Linked DNA regions of Rattus norvegicus: region 2 is linked to region 1. A link is a contact called in public Hi-C data. All regions are on one chromosome and are shown on one strand. The core of a region is the stretch at or near the end of the contact, and the rest is flanking DNA. Distances in the headings are between cores, read along the strand shown.

Region 1 (5,795 bases), core at 415-2,914:
CCTATACGCTGCCAAGGGTTTTTCCGCACCTGCTCTTGACCGAGCTATGAGAGCTCTGGAATCCCACTTAGTAAGCTACAGGCAGAATTCTGAGGTGACCTGCTTGCTGGGGCCCACAGCTTGATCCAGGCTAGTCAGACATTCCCCAGCCTCTGTGGTAGTTTTGACCAGTCAGTTTAGTTAAGTCCCCTCCACAGGTCCCACAGGTTTATGTAATAGGTACCTCTGGGGCTAGTATGGTGTCTAGGTATAAAATGACTATACTAATCCCTAAAGGTTGCTGGGAGGGACTAAATATCTAGGGAGGGGTGTGTCATCATGGTGACACATGTAGGACTGGTGTGTTCCAAGAACCTGTGTGTGCATGTCTTGGAGTCTAGCCATGAAGTCCTGCCTGAGGACACATGCCAATGAGATGAACCAAGCCCGGGGACGATGGGATATATGTGTGTCTTTTTCCCTACTACCCCAACACTAGTCCCTTGGTTCCCAGGGGCCTTCAGTTAAGGCAAAGTCAAAGAGGCTCTGGGGAACCAGAATGGAGACGTGGGGGCACCCAAGAAGGAAGGCAGTGTGTGTCGTGGGTCTGCTGAAGAGTCCAAAAATTCAGAGACTAAAGGAGCATGGTAGGAACTACTAGGGAAGAGTCTTCCCTACAGCTCTCTTCCTGGGACTCAGGGCTGCTTAGAGCAAGGGCACTTCAGCCTGGCCCCACCTTCCACTCTTCCTCACTTGGCACCATTCCCTTGTGTTATAACAATTGCTACTGGACTTGTAACACACACACACACACACACACACACACACACACACAAAATTCCTCTCTTCTTGGGCTTTCCTGTATTCCTGACTGATCAATGTTTGAAGGGGACCCTGAAACCTAGGGTAAACAGGTGTGCCAAGTTCACTCAGCTGAAACCAAGGCTGTTTTATCAAAGTCTCACTTTCACCATGGTCCTATATTCCCTGTCTTCGGGAAACCTTGGAGAAGGCAGGGTGAAGTCTTTATCACACTGAGATGTCAGTCTGAGCTAAGAGAAGGTATGGGATGCTCCTAAGGGGTGCTGTTTATTCGGTGCCAGCCTGGGGAGAGTCAAAGACCTCAGGCTGGCTTCCCAAGAACCTAATCGCTGGCCTGGGACGGAGGAATGAGCTTCTGAACACAGAGGGGTCTAAGGCTGGCTCAAGGTCACCGATATACGGTCTGGAGCCTGAAGGCCAGGTAAGCTATGAACTCAGCGGTCTAGACTTGTGAGTCCCATCCTGGAGAACCTCCTACACTTTGCGCTAGTGAGATCTCAGGAATGGGGGCTCCTCCCACCGTTTTCCTATCATACTAAGTGTGTGTGTGTGTGTGTGTGTGTGTGTGTGTGTGTGTGTGTGTGTGTGTGTGTCCTAGGCGCACCACCCAAGGTCCTTTCGCACTCCATCTCCAGCCGGTCAAGCCCTCTCAAATCCCGCAGCTAGCTCGAGGCCTGAGACCTCCGGCTTACCGCATGAAGCCAGGGCAGGGAAAGAACTGAGCTTACCCCTGTACGCAGAGGACCATGTCCTAGAGGCAACGGCGGCTCGAGAGTCGGAGTTCGGCGGGACGGAAGAAGAAAGGAGCCAGTGGGTGCCAGGGGTGCGAAGGTCAGGGTCCCGGGGCGTACCGGCGGCGATCGGGGACTGAAAGGCTGTGGTGCGAGCAGCTTGGAAGAACGAGGGGGGACGGACCGGGAGAGTGGGGCGGGGCTAGGCGCCTCCTAATCTTTTGTCCGCTGAGTCCCAGCCCTTCCCGGAAGCCGCATCTTCCTAGAACCGCGGGCTTTGCAGCAGTCGGGAGGGGAACAGGGGCGCAGGCATCTAGTGTTTTGGACTGAGAAAGGAAACACCTTTGACAGATTTCCAAGAACTTTCCAGGAAAACTGGGCGGGAGCTCCTACAGTTGACCAATCGCATCGCTGGACGTGGGACGAGCAGCTGAACAGACCAATTGAAGTGCATGGACCCTGGACTCACGTAACCGGCCGGGGCGGGACCCAGAGACTAGTAGGGAGAAGACTGGGTTAGAAAAAAGTTAAGAAAGAATATAGATGCGACTCCTGCAACTTGAGACCAGATTGTCTTCCCTCTGCTTCTTTGGGGATGGGTGCGCTTATCTCCCCCTTAGAACTTTAGCGCGGAAGCAGGGTCTGGGCCGGTCCTCCTAGCTAGCCGCTCCTAGCCGATCGGACACTGCATGAAGGTGGGTGATATGCTGTGAGAAAGACTTAAGGAGAGGCGCTTAAGAGAACCGAAGAACTAAGCGGGTCCATTGTAGTCATCACAGCTAAAAGCGTTCAGGCTACAACTAATCTTTTGTAATCAAATGAGCTCATCCATCCCATCTTTGCCTAATCTCTGAGTGGACCGCCACTTGGGAAATTACCCTCTTGAGTCACAACCCTGTCTATGGTTTGGTGAGGTCCAACCAAATGCTGCGAGAAACCTGAGTTCAAACAAAGGGAGATCAAACAATAGGATCATAGAACTAAGGGACAGAATGCTGCTTCTCGTACAACAAAGAACTTGCTATATTTTATTTTCAGTAACTAACCAGGGAGGTTTTTTGCTTGTTTTTGTATTTAAATAGAATTCAGACTACCTCGGAGCTCAGTATGTAGACCAGCCTGGTCCCAAACTTCTGAGCAAAAGTTTACAGTGTGAAGTTACAGGCTAAGTCACCAAGTCTGGTTTACCAAGGAACTGTAGGGTCTATGTGAACTCCCTCCAAATCCATGATTCAGGATATGGGGAGATAAGACCTGAAGAGCCAGTACACCCACTCCTTCCACACCGTCCACTGTCCAGTATGGGTGTCTCTTCTCTCCACACATGTCACGCCACCCACATTCCTCAGAAAGGGCGGCTGTAAAGTTCTTGGCAGAGATGACAGGCTTCTGGCAGTGTCTAGAATCTGGGCAGTGTCTGGGCTTTCCCCAGCACAGGCTCTGGGTGCCCCACCCAAGATAGAGAACCGAAGATAAAACCCTGAGAAGTGGGAGGAGGACTTAGTGAAGATAAGAGATTACTCTGAGGGACCCAGTTCTCCGTAGATGCCTTGGAGGGGAAGTTAAGCTCGGTGTAACCCCATTAGGGCTCGCAGAGTATATCAAGAAGCCAGTTTCTTGGAATATGGATAGGGTGGTGTAGGAGTACCCAGAAATGGGATCCCTGTATGTATGTTAAGAAGATATGGGGGGGGGGTTGGGGATTTAGCTCAGTGGTAGAGCGCTTACCTAGGAAGCGCAAGGCCCTGGGTTCGGTCCCCAGCTCCGGGGGGGGGGGGGAAAGAAGATATGGGGGATGGGGGATTTCACAGGTGTCATGCAACAGAGCTGTATTTTCTTTTTATTTACTTACCCCCCTTTTTTTTTCTTTCTGAGACATGTGTAATCTTGGCTGTCCTGGAACTCACCGTGTAGACCATGATTGGTCTTGAACTCACAGAGATCTGCTTGCCTCTGACTCCCAAGTGCTGGGATTAAAGATGTATGCCACCACTCCCCAGAGTGATTCCCTTTTTAAAATTGTGTGTGTGTGTGTGTGTGTGTGTGTGTGTGTGTGTGTGTTCAACATCTGTTTATAGCCACAGCACTCACGTGGAGTCAGAGGATGACCTGAGGGAATCACTTCTCTGAGTCCCCTCTGTTGTCAGTCGTAGTGGCAAGCACCTTGATCTGCTGATCTCTTTCACCACTGAACCCCAGAGCTGTGATTTTGGATTTGGATCTTTTTTAAAGGTTTATTTTACACACACACACACACACACACACACACACACACACACACACACGCACGCACAGAATATAGCTATTTTCAGACACACCAGAAGAGGGCATCAGATCCCATTGCAGATGGTTGTGAGCCACCATGTGGTTGCTGGGATTTGAACTCAGGACCTCGGGAAGAGCAGTCAGTGCTCCTAACCGCTGAGCCATCTCTCCAGCCCTGAACTTGGACCTTTATGATGCTACATTTCAAACACTCTACCCCAACACTATATCCCTTTCACGGTGCCTACTGGACACTGAGCGTGTGCTAGACACAGTTACCACAGATAATGCTTTTATGGGAGGACACTAGGACACGGGTTACGTGTGCCTTGGATCTTACAGCTAGCAAAGTGAGGGTTCCAGCCAAGGCCCTGCATCATTCCACATACTTCCTCTCTGGGTCAAGATAACCTGCAAACTCTTAGGCATCCTTATCTGTCCTCACTCCAGTCTGTATCAGAACACCCGGATATCCCTTTGAAAGCATCTCCTACAGAGGTCAGGGATTAGGATGTTCAGTGCAAACCAGCGTCTCAGGGGGTTTGGCTCTCCAGTAGTCTTTTGTGAATTTGACAGTGTTATGTATCTCACCTATGTGCTGGGAATGGTGATGTGCCCTGTTCTGCTCAAACAGCCTCTGACCATTTCCTCATTACCAGTCCAGTTCCTGACCGCGCCCCTTGAAGGGACCCCTCCCTGACTGCTGGGCCCACACTGCCACCCAGTGGCGATCCTTAAGACCTCACTAGCCAACTACCCAGAGCTAGTTCTTCCGAGGGCATTCCATCTCAGGCGCTGCCTGAATTCCTGTTGCTGCAGGAGACTCCGGCCCTTCCCTTCCCAGAACTATCACAAGATGGGTCACAAGAATCCACAGCAATGTAGCCTCAATATATGGCTTCTATCCTTTCATCATGAACTGCTCCCGATCATCAAAGGCAGTTGTGGTAGGAAGCAGGGATTTCCCTCCACCAGCACTTCACTGGATGACCTATTTGGTCATTATAAGCTACTTCAAAGGCTTCAGTTTCTGTTCCCTTGAATACCCAACTACTACTGTTACTGTTACTGTTACAAAGGCCTAAGTGCCAGAGTCTGCTGTCACAAACCCAATTTGCCCAAACTCAGCATCCTATGTTCTGAATCTTTACAACAGTGTGAAGGTGACATGATTCCAAGTGGTTGCTACAGCATGAGCATTGAGGGGAAGACAGCTATGTATTCTGATTTCCTGGGTCAAATGAACAGCTGGCAAAACCTCTGTTTATGATTGGTATGGGAACTATGTGTGTATAATCATAGAGATTTACATTTACAATTTTATTATTAGTGTGTGCGTGCGCACGCGTGCTTGTGGCACGCACATGCATGCACGCACACACACACACACACACGCACGCGCACACACACACACGCATGCATGCCACAGTGTGAATACAGAGGGCTGTGGAGTTTATTCTTTTTTTCCTTCCATAGATCCTAGGTAGGTCGCTGAGCTTATGTAGGACGTAAAGCATTTACCCACTGAACCACCCCACCAGTCCTGAAAGGGCATTTTTTTAATGGGGCTACTTGCTTTTTATACTTCAGTATGGCCTGATCACTTGCAGCAAACAAGTTTGACCTCTTTGAATATAATTTTTAAACAAAACGCAGTGTATGGTGGCTCACATCTGTAATCACATCTGTAATTATAACACTCCAGGTCGAGGCAGAAAGGTCAGGAATTGAAGGCCATCCTTGTCTATTCAGTGAGTCTGAAGTTAGCCTGGGCTAAGTAATCTGTGTTGCCCAGGGACAGGTCCATACAGCGTTGTTCTTGATTCCTGTCGTAACTTGAAGGAAAACTTACGGGGTTGGGGATTTAGCTCAGTGGTAGAGCGCTTGCCTAGCAAGCGCAAGGCCCTGGGTTTGGTCCCCAGCTCCGAAAAAAAAAAAAAAAAAAAAAGAAAAGAAAAAAGAAAAGAAAAGGAAAACTTACACAATGTCTGAAGCCGT
Region 2 (6,555 bases), core at 273-2,772, 230 kb before region 1:
ACACACAGGTCAGCCCCTTCACTGACCTCTCGCCCTGTGTAAGGCTTTGTGGGTCCCCCATGGTGTGTGTCTGTTTGTGTGTTCCCTCTCGGGCATGTCTAGTGAGAGTCCAGTTTCTGCTCTCTGAGGTCCAGGTGTCTGTGGGGTGTGCCTAAGCTGATGTCATCGTGAGGCTGTCCTGATACCTGCAAGGCCGAGGTGTGGGTTTGTGGTGTAGCCTGGAACGGCCCGAGGCCTATGGGGAAGGGGTGCCCCCAGAATCTCTCTCACCACTACCATCTCTCCTAGTTTTTTCCCCAGAGAAGGTAAGTTTGGGCCTGGGTGGGGCCAAAGGGCCAGTTAGAGGCGCCCAGCAGTGGCAGGGTTGCCTACATAGAGAAAATCTCCAGGCAGGTGGGTTGGTGAAGGCCTGGTTTGGCATCGGTACTAGTGGCCTCCTGTCCCAACCCACAGGGGTGAGTCCAGGGACTGTGGGCACTTGGACAGTTCAAGGGTGAGATAAATCTTGAGTGCCAAACACCATGGCACCTTACTTTGGGGCTCCCCTGCCCCAAGGCACAGGCCCCGGGGAAGGGGCCCAGTTCCTTCAGGAGAGACTGGCCAAGGATCTAGATTGGGGAATGTGGCATGGGAGGGTGAGCGAAAAGGCTAGGAGGCCAAGGCGGGGTGGGGGTGGGGGCTATGATGTGTGTGTGTGGGTAGTTCAGAGGCGGCGAGAGGCAGCGAAGGAATGGATTTGAGGCTGCGGCCGAGGTGGCAGGCCTAGGAGGAGCAACAGCTGCAGGGAAACCAAGACGCCCAGCGACGGAGGGAAGGAGGCTCCGCGGCCACAGTCTGAGGTATCTTCCTGCAGGGAAGGAAGACGAGGAAGCGGTTGGTACCCAGCGGGTAAAGGCTCGCAGCTGTCAGCAGCGCCGCTCCCCCGACTCACCGTCGCATTGTAGTCAAAACAGATGTGCGGGCCTCTTCGGTATCGCGGTCTCTGCACCAGCTCACACTGCTCCGGGCCGTCCGCTGGGCATGGGTGGGGAGTCAAGGAGAGGGCAGCAGAGATGTAGGGGGGAGGATGCGCGGGGCAGGAGGGGAGCGGGCGGCAGGGAGGGCTGGGGCAGGATACAGTGTGTCTCCTTTTGTAGCAGCCGGCCGACCTCGCACTGGCTGCACAGCGGCTTCTCCGCCACCACGAACAGAAGGTTGGTGTTGGTCAGTCTCTGCGCGTGGAACAGCCTGGAGGAGGGATGGGGGGGCGGAGCCTTGGAGGTTCGCCCCATCCGGGAGTCATCGCCCCGCCCACACCCGCTGCAGACCACGCCCCTCTAACGTGCCTTGCTCCTCGCCCTGCAAGTACCTGCTGCAGTTTCCGCAGTCGATGATGGCGTTATAGGACGCGTTCACCGAGCCGAAGTAGTACTGGGTTTGTTTCATGACGCAGCTGCTCTCGCGCGTCTCGGGGCTGCCCTCGGCTTCTGCCGGGTCTGCGGGGCCCAGACGCCTCAGCCCCGCCCACAGACAATGACACGTCGTCCGCCTCTTCTTGGTGCAGCCTTAAGCCCCACCCTCCCAGTGGTGCGAGCGTCTGTTTCCACCCTGGACTCAGATTTGGGGCTGAGCCTCCCAAGCCCTACTTACCTGCCTGGAACCAGCTGTGATAGATGAGACCATAAAGTAGTTGCTGGAATAAGGACCTGTAGAGCACGGGGCAACCAGTACAGGCGGTCAGCACGTGGCCAGTGCCTTACAGGCCTCCTTAACCAACCTCTCCTCCAGGACTCACCAGGCGGCAGCAGAGGTCCACCAGGCCAAGTTAAGGAAATCTGCAATGGTGGGCTGCAGTGGAGAGAGGAGTGCGGTTGCCTCTGGTTCTAGGTCAACCCTGGCCCTCCTCGAAAATATTAGAGGGGTGTGTGTGTGTGTGCGTGCGTGCGTGCGTGCGTGCGTGCGTGTGTGTAGTGTCTCAAACTCTAATCTAAATTTATTTCAAGTATGTGAATACACTGTAGCTGTCTTCAGACACACCAGAAGAGGGCATCAGATCTCATTACAGATGGTTGTGAGCCACCATGTGGTTGCTGGGAATTGAACTCAGGACCTTGTGCTCTTAACCACTGAGCCATTTTCCCCCTTTCCCCCAAAACTCTAATCTGGTAGCTTACCACAAAGACACCCCTGGGTGCAGCACCCAGGTTGCCAGGAGGCTGAGGGGCACAAGCTGCCTGATAGTCATAGGACTCCTTTCTGGTGTAGAAGGAGTTATTGTACAGTGCCAGCATCAGGTTGGCATCCACCTCACTGAAGAATCTGCCAACCTGGGGATGCAGGGAGAAAGCCATAGTCATGGTGCTGACCGTGGCATGCTCTAGAAGGCTGTGACCCATACTGTCCTTCCATTTTCTTCCTGACCCTTCTTACCTGGTCCCACTGGTGGTTCTGGTTTGACAGCACCAGGAATCCCCCGTCATCAATGAGGACACAGAGTAGGTCCTAAGAGGTAGGGAAGGGAGATCAAAATGGTGAGGGGGCCTACCCCAGACTATTTCAGGCCCTGGCAGTCCAATGGTTCAGAGCAAGGCAAGACTGAAGTCAGGGTAAGGGGTGTCAAGATCGAAAGACTAAGGGGCAGGCTAGGAGTCACAGTTGAGACCAAGGAGTCTGGGGATGAGGGACACTGGGGTCCAGGTCAGAATCAGAGCACACGCACCTCGTTGTTTACCTCGCAGTCCATCTCACAGTGGCTGCTGGGGCCGCACTGCTGGGCAGAGAATGGGGACTGTAAGGCGCCCACCGGTTTTCCTCATGTCTGTTACCCCTTCATAACGCCAGTTCCCCCAGGTCATTGGCAGCACCCCCTGCCTTCCCACAGGCACTGGAGCCAGTCTGAGGGGCAGGCTTCTTCCTTGGAGACTCCAGAGAGGCCTTACTCCCCTTTCCCTGCCCAAATACCTTCTGAGGTTGGTCCTGATGGGTACGGTTGCTGGCAAGCACCTTGAACTTTTCAGCCCAAGCCTCTAGGTCCAGTTTGACACCCACCACTGTGGGAGAGAGCAATGGCTGTCTGTGCCACCTGCCTGGTCAGTGTCCTCACTATTGCCCCAGTCCCGCCTCAGTCTTAGCATTTACCTGCTGGCCTCAGTGTGCGGCGACCCAGACTGAGCTCTACAGCTGTGCTGACGAGGACGCCTACTGTGTCATTCTCCAGCTCCAGTGGCCTTAACAGGGCTGGGATGGATGGGCAGAGCAGTCAGGAGTGAAGGCTGACCGTACTGACCACTCCAAAACAGGGTTCTACCAAAACTGGACTGGACCCAGCTTAAGTCTATAGCACCCCATACGGTGTTTGGCATAGCCTTTCTCTTCACATGTCCCTGGTCTCAGTTAAGGCCTCCCACCTGCTGCTGGGCTTACGGACAGACACTCACAGTCCTGGTGCGGGGGCTTGAAGATATAACCACGGTTATCCAGGCTGCGGCGGTAGAAGCTGGCATTGAAGGGTTCAGGGTTTTCTGTCCAGTCTTCAGCTGCCCTAGAGCACCCAAGACAGTCAGAGCTCAGTGGTGTGCAATGGTCTTGGCAGTGCTGAGGCTTCTGGGTAGTGAAGTAATAGCAAAGTCCCAGACAGGGAGAGTTATTGCTGCACGGGGCTGGCCACTTACTTGTTCGGGAAGACACGTGTGATGCCACCGTCAGTGGCAGCAAATACAGCTAGCAGGCTGTACCTGGGGGCGACAGGGAGATGGGGTCACGGGCCTGTCTTCTACTGTGCAAGGCCAGGGCCTCTGGGCCAACCCCAGCCTCCTTCTACACAATAGCCATAGCTTGGGTGGCTGCGTGCGTACGTGTTGAGATCTTGGTCCCGCCAGACGCGTTCCACTAACTGCTGCGTAATGCCCGTGTCCAAAATCAAGTTATGCAGAAGGAAGTTATTGCCTGGAATAAGACAGGATGGAAAGGTGTCTTACTGCAGCTCCGTGGCGTCCCTTCCTCTAGTCTCCAGGGCTCTGGTGAAAGCCTTCTCTATGCTCTGGCCCAGGTCCTGCCTGCTTGTCCCCAGACCCCTCACATCTCTATGCCCTGACGCCAGTCCCGATGCCCTGACATATACTCACACTGCTTGGAGTCCGGAGTCACTTTCTCCATGAGCTCAATGAAGTTTTTCAGGAACTCGGTGTTGTTGTCTGAGGCATTCAAATCCTTGCAATACTCTCTGGGGGTGGGGAGGGGCAAGAAGAGTGGGCTTGGGGATCTGCATGGGGCAGAGGGATCCAGGCTTCCCGATCCGGTTGCCTGGACGTTGGGTGAGAAGTCCCAGTTGTGGGGAGGGGCATGAATGTTCTCATAGGCTGTGGTCACCATGAGCCTGAAGGCTGCTGGGGCTTAGTTGGGGTAGGCAGAGTGGGTAGAAGGAAGGATTGCTTCTTCTACCGGATGACTTTTCTCTTTCCTGGTCTTGGCCCTGACAAACCTGCTATCTTTCGTGAATAGTTGGACCCAGATGGCACACCCAGGTGGCCCCGGGAAATGCAAATGCCAGTGGCTGGCTCATCCACCTGTATGCCCTACAATGTTCCCATGGGCATGAGGTAGGGTTGAGTATCAGCACTTGCTGTTGTCAGTGTCTAGGACCTCATCTTGCCTCTTCCTAGCCTTGTGCCTTTGAGCAATGCATTCTGGTCTCCTGGGGTTCACTTTTTTCATCATGACACAGTTGGGGTATCAGCAGAAGTGAGTGGGTTCTTCAGGGTGGGCAGACCTCACCAGGCTCAGACACTGGGTCCAGAAAGCACGGGTATGGCAGAACCTCGAGTGGGTTCTTGGAGAACAATGACTCTCTTTGATGGATGGAGCCATCTCTCTCCCTCAATTCCTTAGTCACTACCCTGCCACCAGGGATCTCCCCAGTAGCCTAGATGACAGCAACTCTGTGGACAGTTTAAAAAACGAGCAACTCTCTCAGGCTGTGGGAAGACCCATAGTTTAGTGTGGGCACCTGGGACTGGATCCGTAGCCACACTGATCCACTGGCCCCAAGTATCTTGGTAAACTGTACTGTCTGGGTGGACATGCCCAGTGACAGCCACACAACTGTGCATAAGATATACCACACACGTGAAATATACATTCACATCTGTTGGGCACTTCGTTCACTCATACACACTTATTCAGTGCTCCTGAAGCAGTTATAAAAATGACATATCTTCCCTCGGCTCCTTCAGGATTATGTCTCCCAGACCATTTCTGATCACTAATTTCTGATCACTAATGCATACGGAGGACCACCCCACATTTACACTTGGCCTCTTGCACATGTACACAATGACTCACAGGTACAAACATCTACAAAGAGTCAGAGCTTTGTGGGTGCATGCACGCAATGTGCCTACGCACAGAGGTTAGGAGTGCCCAGAGCCCCGTGTGGTGCCGGAGTGTGCTCTCATTCCAAACCCAGGTCACAAGAGAGGGCGTCAGCACCAGGGGCCATGGCCTCCTCAGATGTGTGGAGTTCAAAGCAGACCGTGTGCACGCACTAGGGTGCATGTGTTCACACCAAATGTGCACTTCTGGGATGGCTCCGGGTCCTGATCCCTCCCTTGCCAGAGAAGCTCCTCGACTCCTTGCCCTCCTTCCCGTTTCTCCCCCATGCTCAGTGAGCCACCACACCTAAGATGAGCAGCACTGGCAATGGCCACAGGGGCTCTGGCTCTGGCTGGCTCGGCCCTCCGACCCACACAAACACTGACTGACACAGGACAACAACAGGGAGCAGGTCAGGTATGGGCAGGACACCACAGACCAGAGCAGCAGCTGCCCAGCGAGGGTGTGCCGGGGGACAGCCAGCCCAAGGTGGAAAAGGCTCCTCCTTCCTGGCTGCCTGGGAGGGCACAGAAGGTAGCAGAGAATCCAAAGCCCATCTGCCCCAGGCCTGGTGGGGGAGAGTCTGTGGGCTACTGGCTACTGCTGCCTGGTGTGGCTACATGGCCTGGGTATGTACACAGCCGTACATACAGGGCTATGTATCAGGGTTGGGAGCAACACTGCACAGGACATAGACACACAGAGCTCCAGGCAGCAGTGCAGGAGGTAGGGCCAGGACGGTCAGGGCAGGGGAGGACGCCTCAGCAAGGCCACACACAAGCTACCTGGGAGCAATGAAAACATGTCCTTCAGACTCAAAGCTGCTGGGGAGCAGGAACTCAAAATCTGCAACAGAAATGGGGGGGTTATCCGGCGGGGGCTGGGGAGGCAGGAGGCCAGGGGGCTCAGAGCTGATGGGGCTGGTGGGACAGGTGGGGACAAGGCAGCTTGAGGGAGGGGGAGACACTGGCAAAGAGGGAACCCGCCACGTCCGCGTTCAGGTTTGAGCCAGAGAGAAGGGAGGGGCGAGGAGGGTGTAGGGCCTGTGGAGACTACAGCATCGCAGGAGAAGGGCAGTTATAGCCAATATGTTGCCCGGGCCTGGTCCTCTGTCGGCAGTGAGTCCCTTGGCGTGGCTGTATATGCTTCCATACTGCTGTATAGCACATATACACGGACACACACACACACATATATATATACACA

What was found. Hi-C and Micro-C count contacts between places; a contact is called where the count stands out from the background.
Region 2: a contact with region 1 is called in a Hi-C map of kidney, with 4 times the contacts expected there. The contact joins the enhancer-like site here to the promoter of Cish in region 1. A contact is called at or near these places in 6 of 12 Hi-C or Micro-C datasets (the A7r5 cell line, Schwann cells, frontal cortex and 3 more).

The regions. Positions count from the first base shown.
Region 1 is chr8:116,846,838-116,852,632 of GRCr8, reverse strand. It overlaps Cish (cytokine inducible SH2-containing protein), which reads right to left and starts at 1,664. Exons shown (of 3, transcript NM_031804.1): 1 at 1,530-1,664. The coding sequence starts at 1,549. It also overlaps the pseudogene Rpsa-ps9.
Region 2 is chr8:117,074,383-117,080,937 of GRCr8, reverse strand. It overlaps Cacna2d2 (calcium voltage-gated channel auxiliary subunit alpha2delta 2), which reads right to left. Exons shown (of 39, transcript NM_175592.2): 24 at 6,135-6,195; 25 at 4,104-4,201; 26 at 3,834-3,924; 27 at 3,651-3,713; 28 at 3,417-3,520; 29 at 3,118-3,216; 30 at 2,941-3,029; 31 at 2,699-2,749; 32 at 2,410-2,481; 33 at 2,154-2,306; 34 at 1,775-1,827; 35 at 1,630-1,685; 36 at 1,349-1,475; 37 at 1,118-1,227; 2 more. The coding sequence ends at 704. The region is part of intron 1 of LOC120094259 (a long non-coding RNA gene); the gene reads left to right. Among named protein-coding and RNA genes, the nearest start is that of Tmem115, 8.4 kb to the left of the region's middle. Within about 2 kb of position 1,522, at least 74 of the 93 cell types and tissues checked have an H3K27ac peak or open chromatin away from gene starts, as enhancers often do. A contact at or near this core is called in Schwann cells, kidney and liver, where this site is marked.